Linked DNA regions of Mus musculus: region 1 is linked to region 2. The links are chromatin contacts, called in public Hi-C maps. All regions are on one chromosome and are shown on one strand. Each heading gives the region's core, a stretch centred on a gene start, on an enhancer-like site or on the middle of the called end of the contact. The rest is flanking DNA. Distances are from core to core; before and after follow the strand shown. Region 1 has its middle 270 kb from the start of Gm32651. Region 2 overlaps Tfap2b (transcription factor AP-2 beta).

Region 1 (5,203 bases), core at 1,259-3,758, 660 kb after region 2:
CTGTCATGTCCCATGCATTGCATTACCTTCTCCTTATCCCATCTCTCCTTTCCAGAAGATCACTTCAGATTGTTCTTTGGACTCAGCAAGTCAACTGCTAAAAGCTGACTAATCTAAAAAAAATTAATGAAAGATGATGAATGATGTACAATTCTACAATTGGGGAAATCAACATTTATAAAACACTTGGGGAAATATGAAACATATTAGGTTGTAGTGCTATCTCCAGGTGCTTTATCTAGTTAGAATATGAAGAGATGTAAAATTAAGTTACTTAGTACAGAGTCTTAGTTTTCTCATTTGTTCCAAGAACCTGTTAGAAAAAGATTATCTACAACATTCCTTCAAGCTCAATGTAAACCAAAACCTGAAATAGTTTCTCAATTCTGCAAAAACCACAGCCTTTTACCAATTTTGTTTCTACTATTAAAGAATTGGTTTTTGATCCCTTTGTAAGGTTTTGATCGACACCTGAATTTCCATCCTCTTAGTTTGAGTACATGTTGGGGAAACAGACTGATAATGCTATCTATGCTGATTAAGAGAAAATTAGTTGCTTATTCTCATGAGGGTACTGTGTGGTAGCAACTGTGAAAGGCAAAGAAGAAGAAGATAAATGTATGTGATATATTCAAGAAGTAAAGTATTTGGATACATGTTAAAGCTTCTAGAATAAGTTAACAATAGCTATAGTAGTACAAAGGTGTTCTTGAAGCAAATAGTAACTTATTGCCCCACCACAGGGAGGTACACTTTATGATCAGGATTCAGAAGAAACAGAGAGTGCCATGGGCATCTGTGATGGTTCTGTCTAAGGTAAGATTTCCACTGATAAGCAGAGAAAGAGTGTGTCCCATGGGAAGGGAATGATATGTAACATGGAGAAATGGGAATATTTAGGATATCTTCAGAATGTTAGAACAGATTAAAGATTCATGCATGGAAACAGTAAGGAATGAAGGCTCAGAATAAGCACTGCCCCATAAGATGAGACACTAGCATCCAAAGACATGTAAGCAGCTTGAACTAAATAAATGTATAATCTTTTTTTTCCATTTTTTATTAGGTATTTATAAATGTATAATCTGATTCACAAAGCCAACAAAGCAAGCCAAGGTCAAAACAAAGCCAAGTGATATCACTACAACTATAAAACAAAAATGTGGAAATGTTATTTCCTGTTCCCAGTACTGACTTTTCCTTTTTCAGATGTCAGAAATCATGTGTAGTGTTCTTCATACATGCTGAATTCGGAGTGTGTTAATATTGGTTTATTCAAATTTCATGCACCTGTGTGAGAGCACAATGTATTATTGGAACCAATTGCGTTAGAACGATCTGGTCTCTGACAGCCACCAGGGAGAAAGAGATGGAGACCTGACAGAATGAGAGATAGGATATAGATAGGCTCTGCTGTTGTAAATTAAGCTTGTTCATGCAGAGAGAAAGGCCTACAGAATTACATAGGTCAATCCTTTTAATGGAGAAATATTTTAACATGAAAGAATCCTCAAACTCTAACATTAATCTTACATGTCTCTGGCATGTTGTTCCCCTGTCTTTTATTATGTGAAGAAACAGAGTAGACTGTTGGATAAACATCAACACAATCTGGCTGAAACCACTGAGTCAGAATTCTTCCTCGTTGTTTCCTCTACCCTCTTCCAACAACCGCCTGCATGATTAAAGAAAGACAGGGGTATAAGGGACCTACACAAGAGGTGTCCTTTGTTTACCTTTGCCAATAAACTATATGCAGGAAAGCCACTCTTCTTTAAAAAAATTACATAGTACAAATAACACTATATTTATCCAAATCATTTTACTTTAGTCTGGCCCTCTGCCACAGTCCTACGTCTTGTCTAGCATGTGATTCAAACTTCTGCTTTAGCATCTATTTAAAATTTACTTTAGTGATTATAAGACTCAATTTATGAATCTTATACACACATGTGAATGAATATGTAAACAAATTGGCTTCACAAAGTGATTTTGAGATCAAGACAAAAACCTTTGCCCTTCAGAGATCTGCAGTCTAGATGAAGAGTCAGGATACTTATGCTCATATGGAAAGTGGAGGGTACCAAGATTTCCACCTTGCAGACAGCAAACGAAATCTTAGGATACCTAGGCTGTGGAAGATGATGAGCAGGCTGGATTGGTATGGAGGGCTTCCTAGAACTAAGGCAACTTTAAGAGTAAAAAAAACAGGATTTGATTAAATCAAGAAGGCCAAAGAGAATGAGATGTGAGAGCCAGGGGTAGAAACACCACGGCTGCTGGTGCATTTGTCCTGGTATGGAGCTGCCTTGGCCTTATTGCCAGGCATCTTGTAGCCACCTTCTCTCCCGACTGGATTGTTAAGTTATCCAAACTGCACATTAAACTGCCTTCAATATACCTCTCAATTCTATCTATGATGAAGAGGGTGCAGGCTCCTCCCCTAATACCAGAGATAGACCCTGAGCAAAAAAAAAAAAAAAAAAGTTTCTCAGCTAGATTCCCCTGTTCTACCACAAGTAACTCAGCATAAGTACCCCCACTCTAGGGCTGTCAGAGTTTCCTGAATCTTCAGTCTTTCCAGTTTCTGTCGGTGTTTGATCTCTAATCTATCTGAGACTCCTCTTCATTTTTTTTTTTTTAAAGAGAACACAAAAAGTGAAGACCAAAAATCTTTGCTCTTTTCAACTTCTCTTGCTTAGCTTGGTGCCAAGCATGATCACTTTTGCTCCTGCTGGGTTCCTCCCTTTGACTTCTTTCCTCTCCTTTACAAAAAAAAAAAAAAAAAAAAAAAACCACTCGCTGTTAAATTACAAAGCACAGACAAGCCCGTGCGAGCATGTGAGCAGACTCGTGCATGCACCCGCATGCGCGCGCTCACGCAGGCTGAAATTTGGCTTTTGCCCTTTCTAATTACAAATCACCACCTGTGGTAAAATTATTGAAAAACAGATGAGCTTTTCATTCCAGCAATAGCCTTAAAACAAGCAGCGGTTTCAACTGCCAGTGTGATGTATAGACACCACAGAGGGCAGATGAGGGATTAATTAGGTCTGTCCTTGCACATTGCCAGGGGAACACTTCTGTAGAAGTGATTGAAAACTAGAAAGAGTGGCATTCGTCTTCATTGTTGGTTAAAGGCAACAAAAATAAAGATGCAATTGAGTTGACAAAGCTTCAAGGTATGTGGCTGGATCATTTGGAGGTGTCAAAACGATCAAACTATAATTAATTAGCTAAACTGTTATATTTAATCCCTCAATTTTAATGAAGAATTTTACATCCATGAACAAACAGTATGAGAGGAGCCATCGGTTTCGGGTATTTGTCAGGTCTGAGAAGGGAGGGGCGATTGTTAGGAGAGGCTCAAGTTTTTTTTTTTCCTCAGCTGTAATGATCCACAATCTCTGCTTTTAATCTTACTGTCATTTCCTTATAGAGCAGTAGTGCCATTCCATGCATTTCTATGAGGATAGCAAATGCAGGCAGACAGCCTGTATGTGAGGTCTTCTTAAGGGAACACAGAAGCTTGGCTGGGATGGCAGCCTTTGAGCACTTGTATAGTCCTATGTTTTGTCATATTTTATCAATTGCTGGCTCTAGTTTAGACCAAAACTGTAGCTGTTGATCACGAAATAATAAAAGAAATAATTAATAAATTTTAATTATGGTAAGAAGATATTCGTTGAATGCCTGCTAATGTGTGGTATCTTTTGTTTATCATTACAAATATTTACAAATAGGAATACACATATGATTATATCTTTTTCTGCTGTCTGTAAAGTTTTTACCTACATGTGATCCACCCAATAATATGGAGAGCTAGACAGGACCAGTCTATGAGCTCTGGGCTCAAGGAGGAGAACTTGCCTCAATATATAATATCTAAAGTGAGAATGATTCCAGAAAATATCCAGTGTCAACTTCCCATACTTCAATGCATATCTGCACAAACATGAACACCTTCACACATACACATAGCATATACATTCACGCACACACACACACACACACACACACACTCACACACACACTCACATGCATGCACACAAACATGCACCCACACACGTGAATTAAATGCATCAATGTTCAGGACTGAGACAAAGATGAGCTTATAAATTAGCTTTGTAAACAACATGAATTGGTCAGTGAAGTAGGATAGATACAGAACTATTTAACTTATATATGTGCATTGTAGAAGGTAGATTGTTAATCCTCAGTATTCATTCTCAAGATGCAAACAATTGTACTCATACATTAATGAATTCCATTGCAATGATATACAATGGAATAGCACTCAGCATTCATTGAAGGAAAAATAAAATAAGCATGAGACACATCCAAGAAAATATGGTGCCAAGCTAATAGACACCAGGCATCAAATATACATAACAATTAATTAAGGCAATCAACAGATTGGGAAAATATCTTTACCAATCCTAAATCCAATAGCGGGCTAATATCCAATATATATAAAGAACTCAAAATGTTGGACTCCAGAAAACTAAATAACCCTATTAAAAAAAGGGGTACAGAGCTAAACAAAGAATTCTCAACTGAGGAATACCAAATGGTTGAGAAGCACCTAAAAAATGTTTAACATCCTTAATCATCATGGAAATGCAAATCAAAACAACCCTGAGATTCCACCTCACACCAGTCAGAATGGCTAAGTATATATAAAGAACGCAAGAAGGTGGACTCCAGAAAAACAACATTATGAACTAACCAGTACCCCGGAGCTCTTGACTCTAGCTGCATATGTATCAAAAGATGGCCTAGTCGGCCATCACTGGAAAGAAAGGCCCACTGGACTTGCAAACTTTATATGTCCCAGTACAGGGGAATGCCAGGGCCAAAAAGTGGGAGTGGTTGGGTAGGGGCGTGGGTGGGAGGGTATGGGGGACTTTTGGGATAGCATTGGAAATGTAAATGAGGAAAACACCTAATAAAAAGTATTAAAAATTTTAAAAAATCAAAACTCAGGTGACAGCAGATGCTGGTGAGGATGTGGAGAAAGAGGAACACTTCTCCATTACAAGTGGTACAACCACTCTGGAAATCAATTTGGCGGTTCCTCAGAAAATTGGACATACTTCTACCAGAAGATCCAGTGATACCACGCCTGGGCATATACCCAGAAGATGCTCCACCATGTAATAAGGATACATGCTCCACTATGTTCATAGCAGCCTTAATTATA
Region 2 (5,605 bases), core at 953-3,452:
ACACACACACACTCCTAGTGTTTGGTTTGATTTTTTTTGGGGGGGTGGTGGTAATTGTGTTGCCAGTTCTCTGTGTTATGAGTTGTTTCTTTATTATTATTATTTTTTTAATTGTGCCAAATGCTTTGCTAAAGATGCTCATCGTGAGAGGCTGAGGCAGACTACGCACGCACGCATCTCAGTCTCCCTGCATATGCACTCATGATTTACTCTGACTGTGGAATCACCCCATACTGTTAAAGGGCATGTGATATTAACAAATGTTTGCAGTCTCTTGTACAGCTGTAAGCAAAATAATTAACTAATTAAACTAATTAAATGTAATTACAATAACTCATTTTGGGCATATTGCAGCTGCTTAATTTTTTTTTTCTCCTCTTCTCTGACAGTCACTAAGAGAATGTGTAACGTTTAGAGTAGCTGCTTCAAGGCCTGAATGTCAGTCACATGCCACAGATTTAAGAGAGCGAATGGGTACACATTTGCAATCTTTAATTATCTTACAGACTGGTATTGGAAAACACAGCTTTAACGACTGCAGCCCTTTCTTATTGAAGCTAGAGGAAAACAGTCCTTATGTTGGTAGTCAACAATCCCCAGCCTCAGCCTTTGACGATTCACTCGAGCTGCTTAACAGTCATGAAGAATAATTAAAGAAAAGAATGATTTAGAAAGTAATCCATCCAGACTCAAATTGGGGAAGTAGGTAGCAGTTTGTGGACTAAGAATGACGAAGGGGTTAAAAGCATGCTAAAGTTTCTGCATTTCAAAAGTCGTGATTATATGCTTGGAGAGATAGGACAGGCAGGAGAAACAGCAGCTGAATGGTGCCTTTTGATTTTGATTTTTTTTTTATAATGTTGCCCAGTATTCTTTAGGTAATACCATCTTTGGCTGGTATGCTTATTTGGTGTGTGCTTAAGCTGGCAAATGTGTTGACTACTTACTTTCACTGGCTTCTCTAGAGTCTTCTCTGGGTAATTGCTGGTTGATTGGGGTGGGGTGAGGGAGGAGCTTTCCTGTCTCCCATTGTCATTTTTGTTTAATTCCCCCCTCCCTCTTTGTGGCAAGCTAGAACAGCTTAGCTCAGGGTTCGTATCCTAGCAACATCAATTGGCTGGCAGAGGGACATGCCCAGCAGATGACCAATCAGAAATGTTATTAATAGTCAGGCCAATAAAAATATCTGGAACTTAAGCTTGCCTAGAAAAAATGAGGTTCATGGTTTCCTTAGATGTGGGAAGCATTTGGTTGCCATTTTTGAATATGTTTGCCAGAGAAACATGACTATGCAGAAGGTAACTTCCAGGGATAAAGAAGAGTGTTGACTAGAATTGCCTGCTCTGTTTTCTCAAACTGCCACATGTTTTCCACCAAAGCTTTTTAAAAGCATGCATGGCTTAAAACAGTAAAGTAGTCCCCTGCTCATGTTAATAGATTTGGGGTGAGTAGTAAAATATGAATGTTAGGTCGGTTCCATTATTTGATACTTGAAATGTTTGCTTTATTATGTAAAGAAAAGATCCTAACATCATATTTTTACCTTTAGAAGCCACAGGCAAAAAAAAAAAAATGTTTGATTTATTTTTCTAACTCACCAGGAACCACTTAAAATAAAATTATGGGTTCATTAGCTCCTTCCCCGCCTCTCTTCTCCCATCTTTACATATTCTTATCCCCATGAGGGATGCGTCTGTGAGATTAATTCTGTAGAGAGGTGAGAAAGTTTCCTGAACTGAATATTCTAAATTTTAGCAACTAGCAGGGGACTTGGTTGCCTAATTTGTTTTCTAATGGGCATTTAGACAGTTTTTAGAAAATTATACTTCATTAGTAAAAAGCCAGCAACTAGCCCACATTTACACATCTCTCCTATGTTTATGAAACTTAATTACCTAGGTAAAAAAGATGTATTTATCTGTCAGGTTGTATCATAGTCACTCCTAAAACTTAACCCCTGTCATTTTTCTTCCCTGTTGATATCACCCAATACATTATAGACTCCCTCTCTTGTTATGTTTGCTATGTGGGCTTAGCTGACATTTCTGAAGTAATTTAGTTAAGAGGAAATGAGTTGTTCCCAGTAGAGAGAGCAAACGAGTGGAGTGAAGGTAGCCAGCGTGATAAATGGCTCTTTCATTTGAAGATCTCCAGAGCTCGTTTACGGCTAATTTTCTGTATTGGCCCCCTTTGAGCTATTAATGCAATCGGCAGGGACCGTGGCCCCTCTCTTCTTAGCTGCCCCATTAGAGCTCCCATTAAGCTGCCTCGTCTCAACTCTATGGCAGGAGTTGGGGAGGGGGGAGTAATGAAAGGTGCTTTTTAAACTCTCCTAATCTAAACCGGCAGAGGGTGGTTAATACGATTTGAAGGGGGCTGGTCAATGAGCAATCAATAAAGTAATAATGAGAAGGATTCGGTACATTAACAGTCTAAAAATCCAACGAGACATTAAAAAATCATTCGTAACTCTCAGTTCCATTAAGATTAGGAATCTGGGTGGAGTGGGGTGGGGGAGTGCCCAGCAAACATAAATGATCACTGCCATTTTCCTACAGCTTAACTTAAAAGGTTTACCTTGTTCTGAAGAAAAGGGATTTGGAACAGAAACCACTATGCTTGACACATTAGACAGAAGAAAGTATGTCAGGAAGGTTATTGAGGCCGGAGTTCAGATGATGTGACTCTGGGGTATTATTATTATTATCATTATTATTATTATTATTAATTATTATTATTGGTCTTAGGAATATCCTGTTTGGTTAGTTTCAGTTCAACCTCCATGTTTTTCATGTTTTCCCCGTTAGTTCTGGCCCCTTCCCCACACAAATACTTTGGTGTGGGTTTTCTTAGAGAAGAGGAGGAGGAGTAAAAAAAAAAAAAAATGCCTAATCTCAATTCTAGTGGCTTCTTTTGAGATTCTTCCTTCTTGCCTAGAAGGAATTTTGCCCCAGGAGTCTGAGTCAGTCAGACCTATAAGGTGTGTGTTTCCTCTCAATAACTTTGCCTTTCCAGAGAGAGAGAGACAGAGACAGAGACAGAGACAGAGACAGAGAGATAGAGAGACAGAGAGACAGAGAGACAGAGACAGAGAGACAGACATATAAATTTATACCAGGAATAGTCAGAAGCCATAGAATTCAAAACTCTAAAGGTTAGACAGTCCTTTTCACTGGCCCAAGTGTGGGAACCTGCAACTGCACAGACTGGAGAAGATAAATGACTTTCTCAAGGTCAGATGACAAGTTAAAAACATGATGAGACCCTAGTCAAGTTTCAGGTTCCCAGATTCTGTCATTAAAGAATGCCAACACTTTTCATGGGGGGGGGGTATGCTACACATATTCTGGTGTGTGTATGTATGTGTTCTTACCAGAATTTCAGTGTCCAAATGTATATACACCTGCTGAACATGTGGAATAAAGTTTATATAAGAGGTAGACATGAACAGATGCAAATCTGAGGAATAGCGTCCCTGATTTCTCTTTTCAAAGCATTAACTTTCTGGGTTGCTTCCCTGTGCAGCACCCACATTTGTCAGTTTCTTTCAGTGAGACTTAACCCTTTACTATGTGAGGCAGGTCTACTCTCTCCCCCTCTTTCCCACACAGGGATTGTCAAATATGGTTCCCCAAATTTGCTGTTTCACCCTGAAGTTAATTGTTTAAAAGAGAATGAAACCCTAGCCCATTGATCTCTATATAGCCTACTACTGAGTAATATTTCCTCTAATTTTCCCTCCTTTTCTTAAAACTTCACTCACTGCCAGAAAATCCTAATCTATTTATGTATTTTTTTTCTCTTTTGGAATAATTTATGGGAAAAGGAAAGGAATGAGTTTTCCTGTGTGTGTGTGTGTGTGTGTGTGTGTGTGTGTGTGTGTGTGTGTGTATGCACACGTGTGCACGCGCACATCAAGAAGCTAGCTTTCCCATCCAACTGAGAGCTCACTTTTTAATGTATGCACAGAAAATTGTAAACACATAAAGAACCAAAGGCTTCATGCTGAGTCTTGCTATGCTCTGTCTCCTCAGCATTTTCCTGCTGTCGCTTTAAACCTATCTCAGTCATCTCAGGTTCCATGAGCAGGAACAGTGTGCTCATAATTACTAACAGATCAACTGGGCCCTGTTGCTCTCTGAGTTTATTGATAAGCTGGAAAAAAGCAGAAGGGAATAAAATACTAGGTTAATCAGCTGAGCTAAGCAGGTGTGAGGGTGAGAGGAAGGTAAGATGATTAGCAAGCTATGGACCAGAAGGAAAGCTGGAAAGAGAAATATGTAGGGTCTGGTCTTGGGGCTCCAAGCTGGGCCAAGGGTAAGGAGCGTGAGCTGATGTTAGAACCTGCAGATACAGGATAGAATGCAAGAAGGTGATTTTGATACAAAATGGAAATATAATTTAAAACATTTCTGTTCACCTTGTGAGGTTTGGGGAGGAGTATAGTGGGGGTGAGCTTGCTAAGATGGAAGTGTAGACACATGCATTTTTATATGTACATGCAGAGAGACACAGCCCAGTGGAGGGACTAACATACTCTCCTTAAAGGAATTGGCTCCTACCAGCTGAATCAGGCTGTCAGCAATAGTACAGTTCAAGAACAGGGTATAAAGTCTCTCTGAAAGCCTAAGTTTTCAAGAAATTTGGCATCTGGGAATCAGAAAGCCAGAAAAAAAACCCTACTGTAAGCATAATACAACTGTCAGTTTGTTGGGTTTGTTCTGTTATTAAAATATTCTAAGCAATGCTAAACAAAGTATCATTGATGAGATCTTTTACATAATTTATTTCTTTAGCTCTTCTATGGAAACTGCAAAGAGCTATCTTATTTAGGGGAACTCTTTCCCAAGCTGATGTCACGACACTTGCTATTAGTATAAATTATATGTAAAGAGTTTAATATAAATAGGAAATATAAATATCAAGAATGTTCTGGAAGAAGACAAGAGTGCATGTGGATACTGTGTACAAGTATTAAATGTCTCCATCCCAATCAACCATTTTCAAAGAGACTTACAATCACCGTTATCACTCATGTCTGGTGAAAATACTTTGACATTTTGCTGCTTTGGTCTCAAATGTGAAGCAGTCCCTAATGAAAATATAAGTGTCCAGAAAAATCAAAATCCCCTTTGTACCTTGTCCTTACTCATGGCAGTGCAAAAGATGTCCCCAGTTTTCTAATACAATTCCTCCAACCAGAACAAACAGGTCCTGGACATCAACAATAGGTCCTGAAATTCTACATCTATATCAAGAAGTGGTCAAAGGGAATGCTTTAGTGTCTAAATCAACTCCCTTAAAGAAAGCTGTTTTGGAAAGGTTTTGTAAAACACCCAAGTACATTAATAAACACCTAACTTTTGGAAATCTCTCAACAACCATGGAGTCTGAATGCTGAAATCTGTGCTGTAAAGAGCCAACCCAAAGAGATGTCGCACTGTGTTATTTGTCCTGTAGAACAGAAGTTTTACTCTTTTCCCCTAAAATTCTGGTGCCCATGTGGTAGAGAGTGTGTCTTTCCCAGCCATATTGATAGGGTGAGATTAGCCATTATGAGAAAAGTACAAGTCGAAGTTGATTTTTTTCTCCTATTCTAAATATA

What was found. A called contact is a pair of places that touch in the nucleus more often than the background predicts.
Region 1: a contact with region 2 is called in a Hi-C map of the N1E-115 cell line, with 3 times the contacts expected there. The contact joins two enhancer-like sites. A contact is called at or near these places in 4 of 39 promoter capture datasets (the 3T3-L1 cell line, cranial neural crest and liver), 1 of 484 Hi-C or Micro-C datasets (the N1E-115 cell line), 7 of 115 datasets of contacts at active chromatin or transcription factors (craniofacial prominence, embryonic basal ganglia, embryonic forebrain and 4 more) and 1 of 9 other capture datasets (embryonic stem cells).

Annotation. Positions count from the first base shown.
Region 1 is chr1:19,878,338-19,883,540 of GRCm38.p6, forward strand. No RefSeq gene overlaps it. Among named protein-coding and RNA genes, the nearest start is that of Gm32651, 270 kb to the left of the region's middle. Within about 2 kb of position 2,509, at least 1 of the 459 cell types and tissues checked has an H3K27ac peak or open chromatin away from gene starts, as enhancers often do. A contact at or near this core is called in the N1E-115 cell line, where this site is marked.
Region 2 is chr1:19,219,684-19,225,288 of GRCm38.p6, forward strand. All of the region lies in intron 3 of Tfap2b (transcription factor AP-2 beta), which reads left to right. Among named protein-coding and RNA genes, the nearest start is that of Tfap2b, 14 kb to the left of the region's middle. Within about 2 kb of position 2,203, at least 5 of the 459 cell types and tissues checked have an H3K27ac peak or open chromatin away from gene starts, as enhancers often do. A contact at or near this core is called in the N1E-115 cell line, where this site is marked.